Linked DNA regions of Triticum aestivum: region 1 is linked to region 2. The links are chromatin contacts, called in public Hi-C maps. All regions are on one chromosome and are shown on one strand. The core of a region is the stretch at or near the end of the contact, and the rest is flanking DNA. Distances in the headings are between cores, read along the strand shown.

Region 1 (6,815 bases), core at 4,076-6,575, 450 kb before region 2:
GTACAGGAGATGCTTCACATGGATCATGATTCGGAGGTTTGCGGCGCTGTTCTTCTTGCATAGTCATTGATGACATTGTTGTTATCATTCAATTTATGCCGTAATGACAAACAATTCTTGCAATTGTCAGGTTGCTTTTCTGAAATCAAGAAAAGGTTTTGTTAAGATCGCTATGGAGACAGGTTCTCCTTTAGTCCCGGTCTTCTGCTTCGGACAGGTAACGGCACCTCTTCTGCCACATGATGATATGCAATAGTGCAGTATCCTTGATTTCATGCATGGGTGCATAATAAATGTTGATGGAAGTGGATGGGTTGCTGACTTGAACAGGTTACCTAACTTTGAAATGAATATTTGTGCTATTGTCTATTAGAGCCTTGTGTACAAGTGGTGGAGGCCAGGTGGCAAGTTGATTGTGAAGATTGCTAGAGCAATTAAATTTACTCCAATTGTTTTCTTTGGGAAATACGGGTAATGCTCTTGAGTGCATATATCTTCTTTTTGGTATATTTCCACTGATCTGATTTGCGTAAATGCCAAATAATTTCGATTCAGTATTCACATGTGTAAATTTGTAATACAGGACTCCCATCCCTTTCGCGACACCACTTCATCTGGTTGTTGGAAGACCAATCGAGGTTCAGAAAAATCCTCAGCCTACATATGATGAGGTGAGAATCATTCTGGGCGTTTTAGCATCCGACCAAAAAAGATTGAGCAAATGTTAGATGTGATTTTTGCTATTAAACAGAACTGGAAAACAGTTAGTTAAGCACCCAAGGCCAAAATCTGGTGTGCATTTTTGTCATTCTGGACCAAGCCTTAGTTGCTCGATATGGATGTCATTTTCTAGATCTGTTTAGAGTATGAATGTATGACTTTATCATGCCGGTTTCTTTGCAACTGTGGAAACAAGTTTTGAAACCATGTTCTTGTTTAATATCCTAACATGCCTTTTTTGTTCTTGAAATGGAGGCAAAATACTAACATGCCTTGGTGTTGACAGATAAACGAGGTGCATGAACAATTTGTGGTTGCGATGCAAGAACTATTCGAAAAGTACAAGACAAAAGCTGGATATGACAAACTCGAATTGAGAGTTCTATGATGGCCGTTCCAACATCCAGCCATAGGATATTTCAAAGTTGCGTTTACAGGGTTCAGTAGCATTCAAACTGGAGTGTGTTTAAGTCAAGCCTTCGCCAGGATTTAGTAGCTCTGAATGTGTAGGAAATCCCAGCAGCTGGAATGACATGCTCACCTGGCCTTGCAAAACACATAAAATGTAAAAATTGTATACATTTGCGTGCTCATATAGCGCTCAAGAGCCAAGACACATAGGATGTACCGATTGTATATTTGTTTGCTCATAAAGCACTGAGGAGTTTCTTCACATTCATGTAAGATGTGTTTGGTTCCATTCAGACAGCAGAAAGGATCAAACTTGACAACATGTATACATGTCGGAAGGGCTATTAACCTCAGCTAGAGGGTACACATACCACATGGACATTGTTCACAAACTATTTTTCTTGAGTTAACACACAGCTCAATTGTACCACCAGTACATCTTTTCACGCCACCAAGTTCATGAAAATCCATGATGAGAGGCACCGCATCACTGGACTCGCAGCAGATGGATTTATTATTATTCAAGTACAACAAGACTCTGATCTTGGAACTACCAAGCTCAGAGCATCATGAATGTAAATTAGAACTTCTGAGACATATTACAAAACCACAACGGTTCTGGAACCAACACCAACTGTAAACACGGATCAAAATAGAGCTTGATCTGATCACCAGTTGTGTAATAACGCAGAGAAGCTCTAATGGGAAGTTGGTGCAGACGCAGGACCATCTCCGGCCACCCTTTGGGCAAACTGAACATCCTGCTTACACTCGAGCGGAGCATCGTAAATCCATAATGTGGCTATCAATAGGCCTAGTGCGAAACCAGAGTGATAGATCATGACACTGACTTTTGCTTGTGCAAGACTCAAACTATGCGACACTAAAGCACACTAACTTGGTGACTCTTCAGATGGATGCTCATCTCAGTGCCATCAAATCGTGACTCATCCCTGATTCTTAAGAGTGCCATCATGACTAATCCCCTTGGATTAGTCAACCTTACAGAGTGCTGGACTCCATTCCAGCATCCACCATATATCCATGACTTGTCAGATACAGAATCAATAATAATGCTGTATCTAAACATCGACGATCACAATCCCCCACCAGGACAGGATTTGAACCAAGCCAAACTGATAAGAGCAGCCGTCGCTCTTGAGATACTGCCCCATCCACCGGAACAGTTCATGATCTCCAGGTACATATGTCGACCATGATAAGGACAACCTGTAGAGTTACATCCCAAAAGTTACTATCAATGAGTAAGAATCAAGATGCAGGAGCTAAACCAGCATCAACAAAACTAGAATCTGTGTAACAGTTGTATTGATGAACAGACCAAAGTCACACAAGCATGCTCAAATGGGCCCAGTTAGGAGACCATTATCCAAGTGCACTTACACACTAATCGATGAATGCAAGGATGATTGCTTGATACAATACATACCTTATGAATACAAGGATGATTTTTTCCAGGTAAGAACAAGTGCTGCAAATACAGCAGCACTGTTCTTTTAGTCCTGCTGCAAACTAAAGTTACCTGGCACGGACAAAAAAATCTAGTGTCAGTTACAGCTAGGCAGTCAACACGCAAACAAGATAACAACGATCCAGAGAAAGCAAACCTCAAGGTATAAATGGTTGGGGGTGCACAGTTCAGCTTGCTCTTTAGTCTGAACCACTAGCTTGTGTAAACTGAGGTGAGTGGGCTGGTACAACTAAGTGTGGATGGGAGGGAACTGGTGCTGCTACAAAAGCCAAATAAACATACATTTTCACAAGGGCAAATAGCATGCCAGAAAAGATTCAGAAAGAAAAATGGAAAATTATATTTATGTTAGCATAATAATTCAGAGTGGAAGCATATGTTGCTTAGTGAATGCAGTTGGATCTTGAAACCATGTCTGAGTTTATTTGGAAGGGTCTTTCTTTATGATGGAAAAGAAGGCCCAACAAATAGTGGAAATGTGATCTGGAGAAAGCTTACCTACTAAAAAGGGAGCCTGAATGGTGGGACGATTTGTTGGGGATGAATTAATTAAGTTTGACCCAGTGAGATGCACAAATTGATTTCCTGGCATACTGTAACCATGCATCATCGGATAGCCGTTGCCCCCACCAGAAATGGATGGGCTCAATTGGCTAAATGGTTGGTTAGCAGTATTTGCTGCAGCTGAGACACCATAAACTGGAACATATTGCTGACCAACATATGGGTTTAATGTACCCTGCAAAGAGACATTTTTTTAGAATATGCTAATCCTTAGCATGACTTGTGTTCCACAAGAATATTTAAGTTTACATGTTCACACTTTAACCTGTGGATAGATGTATTCAGTCCCATATGTGGAGTAACTGCAAAAAAGAAAGAAGAAAATGAACTGAATGTACTTCTTATGGCTTCCAAACAGTGATATTTTGCTCCATGAACTCAAGCAGTTTTGATAATTTGATCGTTTTCAAAGGAACAAGGGAAAGAGGGGAGTGGGACAGATGATAGATGGCTAACGAGGGACAAGCATATGCATAATCTACACAACGTGGGCAAATCAAATACATCTGGTCATACTTTTGTGCCCAAGTGATACATGGTGATGGGGAATTGGGAAAAAAAACTAGACAAAATACTTTGCAGAGGATGGTTGCATTCTAAATTCTAATTTGATCGTTTACATCTTTATTAAATGAAGTACTCCCTCGTAAAGTACAAGAGCATTTAGATCACTAAAGTAGTGATCTAAACGCTCTTATATTTCTTTACAGAGGGAGTACCTTGGTAGTTAAAACCAGTAAAAGAATTGCAATCTATTTAAATTTTGCAAATTCAAGGGTATAAACATGAACAAATTATACTAAAAAATGGTGAAGAATCGGCCTAAAAAGAACATGAAAGTCGTGAACAGACATCTAGGGACAAGATGGAACTTCTAAATACTTCGTCTTACATGCCAGTTTGATAGCATTACATCGTCAACCCACTGAATTTTCTTAAAGCTTGCGTTTTTAAACAAGTTGTACTGTATGTTCTGGAAATAATCTTACCTGTATTGTGGAACCGGGAATCCCTGGTACTGGTAGTATCCAATCGGAAGTGGTCGTTGCTGACCATAACCCCCTACATAAATGCCCCTTGGAACGGGAACACCAAAGTAGGAGCCAGCTGATCTTGGCCGCCCTATATAGAATGCATGTTTTAGAACACATGCATATAGAAAGGACACTATTATTACCACATAAACAACCTTTTGATAAGCAAACCCTAGCCCTTTCCTACCCATAGTTGAATTCTTGATTTACTTTGCAACATGATGAGGGTTAACTGAATTCCAGAGTAAGTCACTAAGCACCATGGACTCATGTACTAGTCATGTTACAACTTTTGTTAGGGAGACTCGTGGTAGAACTGATTGATTTAGATTGCACAAGACAACATCAATAAGCAACAACTATGCTGCATTAAATTGCAAACAATAGTAACTACTTTGATGAAATGGCCTCAAAACGTGCGTACAAGCTATTCCAAATAGGTAGTATTAGAAGAGAATAATACCGAGGGGTGTGGAAGGCTGGGCACGCCCTAGCGACGCCAGGTTACAGTTGGCCCGCCTGCCATCGATGACCGGCGACGGTTCCTCGCAGGCCTTGGTGGCCGCCTCAGCATCGCGGAACGTCACCTGCGGAGACGAGCATGAAAGTCGTAAACAATCCAGCACTGCTACAGCGTTTCCAGAAAGACTAACAGGTGGAAGCAGAATTAGGAGGAGGAGCGGGCACTGACGAAGCCGTATCCTTTGGAGCGGCCGGAGTGGCGGTCGGTGATGACGACGGCCTCGAGGATGTCCCCGAAGCGCTCGTAGAAGCGGCGGAGCCTCTCGCTGGTGGTCTCCCAGGCGAGGCCCCCGACGAAGAGCTTGGTGTGGGTGGTGTCCCCGAAGGGCGAGGCCGGCAGGTGCAGCCCCGAGCTGGAGCTGGACGCCGACGCCGACCCGGACGCCGACCCCGCGTGGTGCTGGTGCAGGGCCATCCGGGAGGCGCGAGCGGATCGGCGGGATTCCTTGGCGCGGGTCGGAGGGGATCTTCGGTCGCCGCGATTCCGGTGCTGCCTCCTGGCGGCGGCGAGAGGGGATTGGGGAGAATCGGGGGCGGAGTGGGAGAAAAAAAGTGGGGGCGGCGAGGGGAAAGGGGGGTGTGATTGGGGCGGGGGCGGGGTTTTGGCGTCCGGTTGGCGCCTCCTCCTGCTACTGCTCCAGGGACCCACAGCTCACAAAGATGAGCCAACGACTCGACTTTTTCGAATGGAAAACGCGGCTCGGCTGACCGCGAAATCCAGCTGTGGCAGTACAAGAGTTGTTCGGAAACAATTGCAACGAAATTTGAGTCTCGTGGCGCTCATACACTCGCCTCTCTGAAAGTCATATGTACCCACGGCCTACCCTATGAGCATTTTCGAAAGATTAAATCGACACATTATTTTGAGATTAACGAATCATCACAGACGTCTTCATAGTTGATGGGAACACCACCTCCCACTGAACATACATCGCCGAAAAGCTTGAAATAAATGCAGAAAAATCCAATCATTAGAGCATCTCCAACAGCCGCGCTAAACTAGCGCCGCGCCGCAAAATAGGTCGTTTTAGCGCGCGCGCAACGCGTCAGGTCGCTCCAGCGGGCGCGCAAAAACGGCGCGCGCGCTAAAACAGGTTGGGCGCGCGGTCAAAAACAATTACCCGCGCACCGTATTTCGGGCGCCCACAACGGCGCGCGGCACACTCGAGCGCTCGCGCCCGCTCTTCCTCTCGCGCTTCCACCCCCGACCGGCCGCGCCGCCACCGCCGCCCGCGCACCCCGGCGACCGTCTCAGGCTTCCCCGGCCTATCCCCGCGCGCCCGCGCTTCCGCCCATCCCCTCCTAGTACCGCCGGCGCCCGCGCGCCTCCGTCGTCCGAGGAACAGCGCCCGAGCGCTCGCTGCCGCGCCGCGCCCGCAAGGTGTTTGACAAAACGCCTACAAGGTATGTATTGCTCAAACTTCATGAATTTGGTGCATGTTTTGAATTGTAGTTTTTATAGTATAGTATTGAACATTGTAGATGAGTTCGTCGTATGATTCTTCCGAAGAAGAATTTGATATGGAAGAGGAGGAGGATCTTGCAATGATCGTAGCTATGCATATCAATAAAAAACCGAAGCACGGTGGTTCGGTTATGGGTCGGGAGAAAATTTGGAGAGATAGGATTGATGCCCATAACAGATTGATGAAGAACTATTTCGTGGAGAATCCCACATACCCGGAGTCGTATTTTCGTCGCCGGTTTAGGATGAGCACCGACTTGTTCAGGCGCATTGCAGAGAAACTAGCGAGCCATGACCGGTTTTTCCAGCAAAGGAGGAATGCCGCCGGAGAGCTCGGGCATAGCACTTTTCTGAAGGTGACAGCCGCTTTGCGTATGTTGGCATACGGTATCCCGGCTGATCTAGTTGATGATCATTTGGCTATGGGTGAGAGCCAAGCCATCATGTGTGTCAAGCGCTTTGCAGTGGGAATTGTGCAAGTGTTTGGCGAGGAGTATTTGAGATCTCCCACTGCTGAAGACGCCGCAAGGCTATTGGCGATGAACAAAGCGCGCGGCTTTCCTGGCATGCTTGGCTCAATAGATTGCATGCATTGGAGTTGGAAGAA
Region 2 (7,155 bases), core at 4,273-6,772:
CAGCGGTGAGGCGAGGCGGGGGACCGGCCAGATCCGGTGGGGGTCGGGACTAGGACGACGACGAGCACCAGCGGCAGCGTCTTGCTGCGAGGGAGAGAGAGAGAGTTGGTGAGGAGAAAGAGTAGAGAGGAAGCCGTCAGGGCCGGCCCTGAGGGGGGGCAGGGGGGGCGGCCGCCCCGGGCCCCCCAAATCCAGGGGCCCCCACTGACCAGGTATGTGCATGTACGGAGCAGCAGGTTAGATCACGTCGTACCTTGTCATGTGTTCATCTTTCCACTCCGTCCATCTCTTTCGCTGAGATATTGGGCCTGGCCCAATGCATGGGCAGATGACCAATGCTGCCGAGGCCTACGAAGCGCACAATGCCCTCGTCTTTTTTTTTCTGTCGCGCGTGGATGCCCATCGCCCGCCGCCGACGCCAAACTTCAGGACCCAATCGCGGGCTCGCGGCAAGTCGATCGGTGCCGATGCTATGACGTCTGCGAGGGAGGAGAAGCAGATAGATGCGCTGTTCTTCAGGCCCTGGTAAGCATCTCTTCGCTGTTTTTTGATCGAATCTTGTGGGAGTGTATGGATTTTCAGATTTCTCCCCTTCCTTGCTCTTGATGGAAGGAAATAGTCACCATGAGCAGGATTTAAGTTTGGCATTCGAAAATTAGGGTCGTGATGTTACTGTTGGGTTTAGAGAAATTATGAGTAGGGGTTGATGTCAACTAAAGCAGGATTAACCACTTAGGTACGTCGAATTCTGTATGACACTTGTCTGTTCTATTAACTTGCTGATCAATTTTATAGTTTCGTAGTGATTACGCAAAATCAATTTGCTCAAAAACATTCAGGTTCCTTCCTTTTAGAAAGTTTCAACATATATCTCCAGGATCAAAGTTGATAGAAAATAATGCCTTTTGGATCTGAAGATGATATCTAGTAATATACTGAATCTTCTGCTCATCAGTTTTCTTATATAGTTTATGTCATTCAACTCATTATATGTGCTATGTGTAGAGCTTAGAAGATGGTTTCAATGCTTCAAGAACAATTTCTTTTATGAAGGACATGTATGAGGAGACACTGGATGTGTGAATGATGGCCGAGGTATGCTGGCTTATGTGATAGTTATTGTCATACTACAAGAAGCATGAACATGTTTTAAATAGCCATATAGAGAGTAGAAATGATGTGCGCTTTGTAAACTTCCAAGGGAGCTTAAATAGTTTAGTAACTTTAAAATTATTCAATGAGATTTATATTGATACCATAATGAATATAATTGCATCAACCTATGTGAGAGGAATTTTTTTAAGGTAAATGATAAAATATTTCATTTTGGATGCACTTTACTATACTGTTTATTAAAATATTTCACATATACGTATATTGAATATTATTGTGATGTTTATATTGAGGGCCCCTGATTCTAGTCTCGCCCCGGGCCCCTGAAATCTCAGGACCGGCCCTGGAAGCCGTCGACGAAAACGGAGCAAGGCGGCGATGACCTGGACTGGAGGCGCAAGGGCGAAGCTGACGACGCCGGCGCACGGGCGAGGCACAGGACGGCGGGTCCGGGCGGCGAGGTAAGGAGACCCGGTGGAGGAAGCGAAGGCAACGGGCAGCTCGGCTCCGTGGCCCGGCATCTCTGGTTGATGACGGTGATGCCCTAGGTGGTCGTCGTAAGAACTCCGGCGAGGCTTGCTGGAGTCGATGAGGCCGCGAACGACAAGAGGACGCTGCTGCTGCTTGAAGGAGACGGAGGCGCGGCGATGGATCGTAAGAAGAGGCCGGCCATGGTGTCCCGTGGAGGCGACAGAGAGAGATAGCGGGGAACAGAGAAGAAAAAAGAGAAAGGGAAGGGAGAGCAGGGAGGAAGGGCGCAGGGCACAGCCTGGTTCGGTGGTGGTGTTTGAGGTCGCTAGCGGCGGCGATGGGCAGTTGGCTCGGGCACTGGTTGGCCATCGGGAGCGGGGAGAAGGAGACAGGGAGCAGGGGCTCTGGTTGGTGTGGTGGTGAAAGCAAGGAGGGGCTTTTGGATCGGGGAGGAAGAGGATTGGATCTGGATCCCGAGGAAGATATGGTAGGTGGCGGCGGCTCGGCGGGACAAAGTCCCTAGATTTTAGGGTTGGACCTATATATATACATTAAGTGGATTAGGTTAGGGGCTACCTCATCCCTACGATCGTAATCGTACGGTTGAGAATAAAATAGTTAGGGAGCCCAATTAACAAACGGAGATGTTTTGTAGATGTTTGGGGATGATCCGGACACAACGGTGACGACTCCCCGGGTCGGGTTCGGGACAATTTCGGACGCGCACGTGAGGGGTTCGATGCACTGTGCAGAGGGGGGTTTCGGACCGTGCGGTCGCATCGGACAACTCCGGAAGCGAAGAAGGGTAGGAGGATGGACTAGGTGGGCTGTGGCGAGACTGCGAGGGGGAGAAGAGAGAGAGAGAGCCCGGCATGGTTTCTGGATACCGAAAACGTCCGACGTTAGACCGGCTATATTGCCGCTATAGTTATCCGTTGGGCTATCAAACGAACTCCGAATGCGATGAAACTTGACAGGCGGTCTATCTACACTATAATAAGACCACATGTCAACTCTCAACCCATTCCGAGAACATTTTTCCGCCACTTATAAAATAATATTTCGGACATGCCGCGAGCGCGTGCAAGTGTGTATGGGCTCAGAACGGACAACGGAGAGAACGAGGAGGCTAGGACGGATGCAAGTTTTGAAAACATGATGATGCTATGCACATGGTGACATGATGAAATGCAACACGCAAGAAAATGACAAGGCAACAACAACGAATAACTGGACGACACCTGGCACATCGGTCTCGGGGCGTTACAAGACTCAAACAAATCTTGCCGGTTCTTACCTCGGAGGAGCAAAGCGCGTTTGTACCAGGTAGACTGATCACGGACAACGTCCTTGTGGCATATGAGTGCGTTCATGCCATTCGCAATAGGAAGAGGAGGAAGGCGTTCTGTGCAGTCAAGCTGGATATGATGAAAGCGTATGACAGAGTGGAGTGGATATTTCTGGAGCAAATGCTAGCTAAATATGGTTAAGCCATGGAGTGGATTGCTATGATCATGAGATGTGTGACATCGGCGACGTTCTCAGTTAATTTGAATGGAGGATTGTCTAGGAGATTTGTACCTTCTCGGGGTCTTAGGCAAGGGGATCCCCTCTCCCCTTACCTTTTTCTTTTCTGTGTTGAGGGTTTTTCAGCGTTGCTTAAGCAAGCGCAACAGGAAGGCAACCTCAAAGGTGTGGCATTTGGGAGCACGGGCCTCCAGGTGACGCATCTTCTTTTCGCTGATGATAGTGTTGTGTTTCTGGAGGGTACTAGGCAAAATATGGAGGCACTAAAGGGTATACTCCAGAGATACAAGGCGGCCTCGGGGCAGCGGATAAATCTTCAGAAGTCGGCGATTTTCTTCGGGAAAGGCTGTCAAGAAGAAACTAAGGCTGAGCTAAAACAGTACATTGGGATAGAGGAGGAGGCTCTAAATGAGAAATCCTTGGCCTACCAACACTGGTTGGGAGGTCAAAAGATGGTACTTTCAAATATGTGACAGAGTGCTCAAAAGGCAAGGTTAGTGGATGGAAGGGGCAGGGCTTGTCCATGAAGGCAAGGGAGGTGCTTATAAAATCGGGCCTGCAAGCGACACCTACGTTCACCATGAGTTGTTTCCACCTCACAAAGAAGATGTGCCGGAATTTGACCTCGATCTCTTCTAAATTCTGGTGGGGTGCAATGGATGATGAACGGAAAGTGCATTGGATTGCTTGGGAGAAGATGTGCGACACAAAAAAGGAGGGGGGGCTGGGTTTCCGTGATCCGGAAGCTTTCAACCAAGCTCTGCTTGCCAAACAAGTGTGGAGAATTCTTCAAGTGCCTGGATCCTTGTGTGCCCGTGTTCTAAAGGCTCGTTATTTTCCTGATGATTCGATCCTGTCGGCCACATGTCCATCGGCAGGATCTTTCACTTTTCGTAGTATTCTTCATGGCAGAGATCTTTTGAGGGAAGGACTGGTGTGGCGGATTGGCAATGGGACAATGATCAACATCCATCACGAAAATTGGATCCCAAGAGCTGGAAGTATGAAGCCGCTGGGTCAAACTTTTGCTTGGGGTATCACGAAGGTCAGCGATCTTCTACGTCCTGATGGTATGGACTGGAACGAGGCTAGGGTGGATGCGTTATTCACACCAGATGATGCGCAGGATATTAAGAAAATAGCGGTAGGCGGACCGAACTGCCAAGATCGGCTTGCATGGAATTTCACTAAGAATGGGAAGTTTACAGTAAGGTCAGCCTACCACCTTAGAATGTCAATGAACAAGTTGAGGTCAGGACGGCCTGAACCTTCAACGTCTACTAGCAAACACAAAGGCTATCTGTCCCTTTGGGACACTTAGGCACCGGGGAAGGCCAAAGTGCATGCATGGAGGCTGCTCAGGAATGGATTGGCGGTGGGCTCGGAATTGCACCGACGACGAATTAAACCAGGGGTCTTCTGCGTGGCGTGCGGAAGGGAGGAAACATTACTGCATCGCTTTTGGACATGCCCACACTCATAACTTTTTTGGCAGCTGTTGCGCTCGGAAACGGGAGCTAGGGTGGCTAACCCACCAGAGATGACTAGATCCCAGAGTGAGCTGTCGAACTGGCTACTTGGATGGTTTGCGGGAGCTGCAGAGGAGGAGAAGCAGCTGTTTGTTCAAGCTCTGTACGGTCTATGGCTGGCAAGAAACGACGCTAGAGACGGCAAAAGGATTGCTGAGCCACATGCGATCATGAAGACTGTTCTTATGCATGTACATGAATGGCAAGAGGTACACCCTACAGTCCCTAAAATCCCCAAGGTGGATGAGCAGCAAAGATGGGAACCACCGGAGGAAGGATGGATGAAGATCAAGCGGATGGAGCCATGTCCAAAAGTGGCGGAAAAGGAGGAGGAGGAGTAGTGCTCAGGGATCAGAACGGAGCATATAGAGCGGGAGCCTGTGTTTTTTCCCCTCAGGTCGCGGATGCGGAGGCAGCTGAGATCCTGACAACCAAGAAGGCACTGCATATGGCTGCGGAATACAACGTCAGGAAGATGCACTTAGAGCTGTACTGTCAAATGGTTGTGAATATGATTAACGACCCCGACAGAAACCTGAGCGGAGTTAGACCGTGGATCTGGAAAGTGAAAGAAATGATCAGTTCATTTGAGGAAGCGAAGGTTACGTGAGTGCGACGCTCGGCGAATAAGGCGGCACATAAGCTCGCGAGGGTACGAGTAGGAGATGAAATAAGCAATGTTTGGCGTTTGATGCCTCCAGACTCTATTTTAGATGTAATAGCGGATGAAATTTCGAACCTTAATTAAATAAAGCGGAGCGTTTACCTTAAAGAAAAAAAGACCAGTCACGAAGGGAGGGCTGTCAGCCTGTCACGATTGCTGGTCTAACCGTCTCACTGCGGTCATTGATTGGCCGGTTGGCTCACACGGAGTATACTAGTAAGATTCATTGACCTACGACACGAGTAGTCATTTCAATCCCCCCGAAACCCTGAATCGCCGCCGCCGCCGCCGCAGCCAAGCCGAGCAGCCATGGAGGGATCCGCCGTCCCGGCGCCGCTCCGCACGCGCGTGTGCATCATCGGCAGCGGCCCGGCCGCGCACACGGCGGCCATATACGCGGCCCGCGCGGAGCTCAAGCCCGTGCTCTTCGAGGGCTGGATGGCCAACGACATCGCCGCGGGGGGCCAGCTCACCACCACCACCGACGTCGAGAACTTCCCGGGCTTCCCCACCGGCATCATGGGCATCGACCTCATGGACAACTGCCGCGCCCAGTCCGCCCGCTTCGGCACCAACATCCTCTCCGAGACCGTCACCGAGGTCGACTTCTCCGCCCGCCCCTTCCGCGTCACCTCCGACTCCACCACCGTCCTCGCCGACACCGTCGTCGTCGCCACGGGCGCCGTCGCGCGCCGCCTCCACTTCCCCGGGTCCGACACCTACTGGAACCGCGGCATCTCTGCCTGCGCCGTCTGCGACGGTGCCGCGCCCATCTTCCGGAACAAGCCCATCGCCGTCATCGGTGGCGGAGATTCCGCCATGGAGGAGGGCAACTTCCTCACCAAGTACGGATCCCAGGTGTACATCATCCATCGGCGCAACACCTTCCGCGCCTCCAAGATTATGCAGGCCAGGGCGCTTTCCAATCCTAAGATCCAGGTTGTCTGGGACTCCGAGGTCGTCGAGGCCTACGGCGGCGCAGGCGGTGGCCCATTAGCGGGGGTCAAGGTCAAGAACTTGGTGACTGGTCAGGTCTCTGACCTTCAGGTCTCCGGGCTCTTCTTTGCCATCGGGCATGAGCCGGCCACCAAGTTTCTCAATGGGCAGCTTGAGCTCCATGCCGATGGCTATGTGGCCACCAAGCCGGGCTCTACACATACCAGTGTGGAGGGGGTGTTTGCTGCTGGGGATGTGCAGGATAAGAAGTATCGTCAGGCGATTACTGCCGCTGGTTCAGGTATTACTATAGCATAGCACTATGTGAATTGATTGTATAAGTGTTGCTAGTGATCAATTTGTATACATATGGTAATCTATAAATTAGTAACTATATATATTCATATGCTTAGGGATCAATTGCTTCTTTGAACTAGTCTTTATAGTGACAATAGAAAGTGTTGTTTGAGTTTTGAAAAAAAAAACGAGTTTAATTATTTATACTCCAACATTGTATTCAAAATTAGTTCGCTACATTCTGGGATATGTTGGACTGTTGATGCCCAAACCTGCTGACAGTTAGGGACACCTTACTGTTTCCAAGCAAGGGTAATGGGAGTCAGTTTCCTTTTTCGTAAGAGTAACCTTGGTAGCAGGGCTCCAGTACTTTACAGTAACTGAATAAACCATGGGTCTAACAGCCAAAAGAAAGCAGAAAATATGTACCAGAACGAATGAAAACTTACAGGGTTTTGCCGCCTGCCTGGCTTATCAAACCTAGGTTCAAACTGCATGAACATCTATTACAACACCCATCAGGACTGCAAAACATGGGTGCTCTTGCCACACCCTCAGGAGTTGCAGTTGAACTGCAGTCGGGCTTGATTCTGATTAGCCCCTGATCCTTCTCACGTT

The links. A called contact is a pair of places that touch in the nucleus more often than the background predicts.
Region 1: a contact with region 2 is called in a Hi-C map of leaf, with 5 times the contacts expected there. The contact joins the promoter of LOC123137987 here to the promoter of LOC123137985 in region 2. A contact is called at or near these places in 2 of 5 Hi-C or Micro-C datasets (both in leaf).

What each region holds. Positions count from the first base shown.
Region 1 is chr6B:558,198,760-558,205,574 of IWGSC CS RefSeq v2.1, reverse strand. LOC123137987 (RNA-binding protein 24) reads right to left here and starts at 5,325. Exons shown (of 8, transcript XM_044557881.1): 1 at 4,913-5,325; 2 at 4,685-4,808; 3 at 4,177-4,309; 4 at 3,447-3,489; 5 at 3,122-3,362; 6 at 2,760-2,879; 7 at 2,582-2,674; 8 at 1,513-2,361. The coding sequence starts at 5,158. The coding sequence ends at 2,803. LOC123137986 (diacylglycerol O-acyltransferase 2D) reads left to right here. Exons shown (of 9, transcript XM_044557878.1): 5 at 1-36; 6 at 131-217; 7 at 374-471; 8 at 584-671; 9 at 1,007-1,393. The coding sequence ends at 1,108.
Region 2 is chr6B:557,750,763-557,757,917 of IWGSC CS RefSeq v2.1, reverse strand. It overlaps LOC123137985 (thioredoxin reductase NTRB), which reads left to right and starts at 5,522. Exons shown (of 2, transcript XM_044557877.1): 1 at 5,522-6,541. The coding sequence starts at 5,614.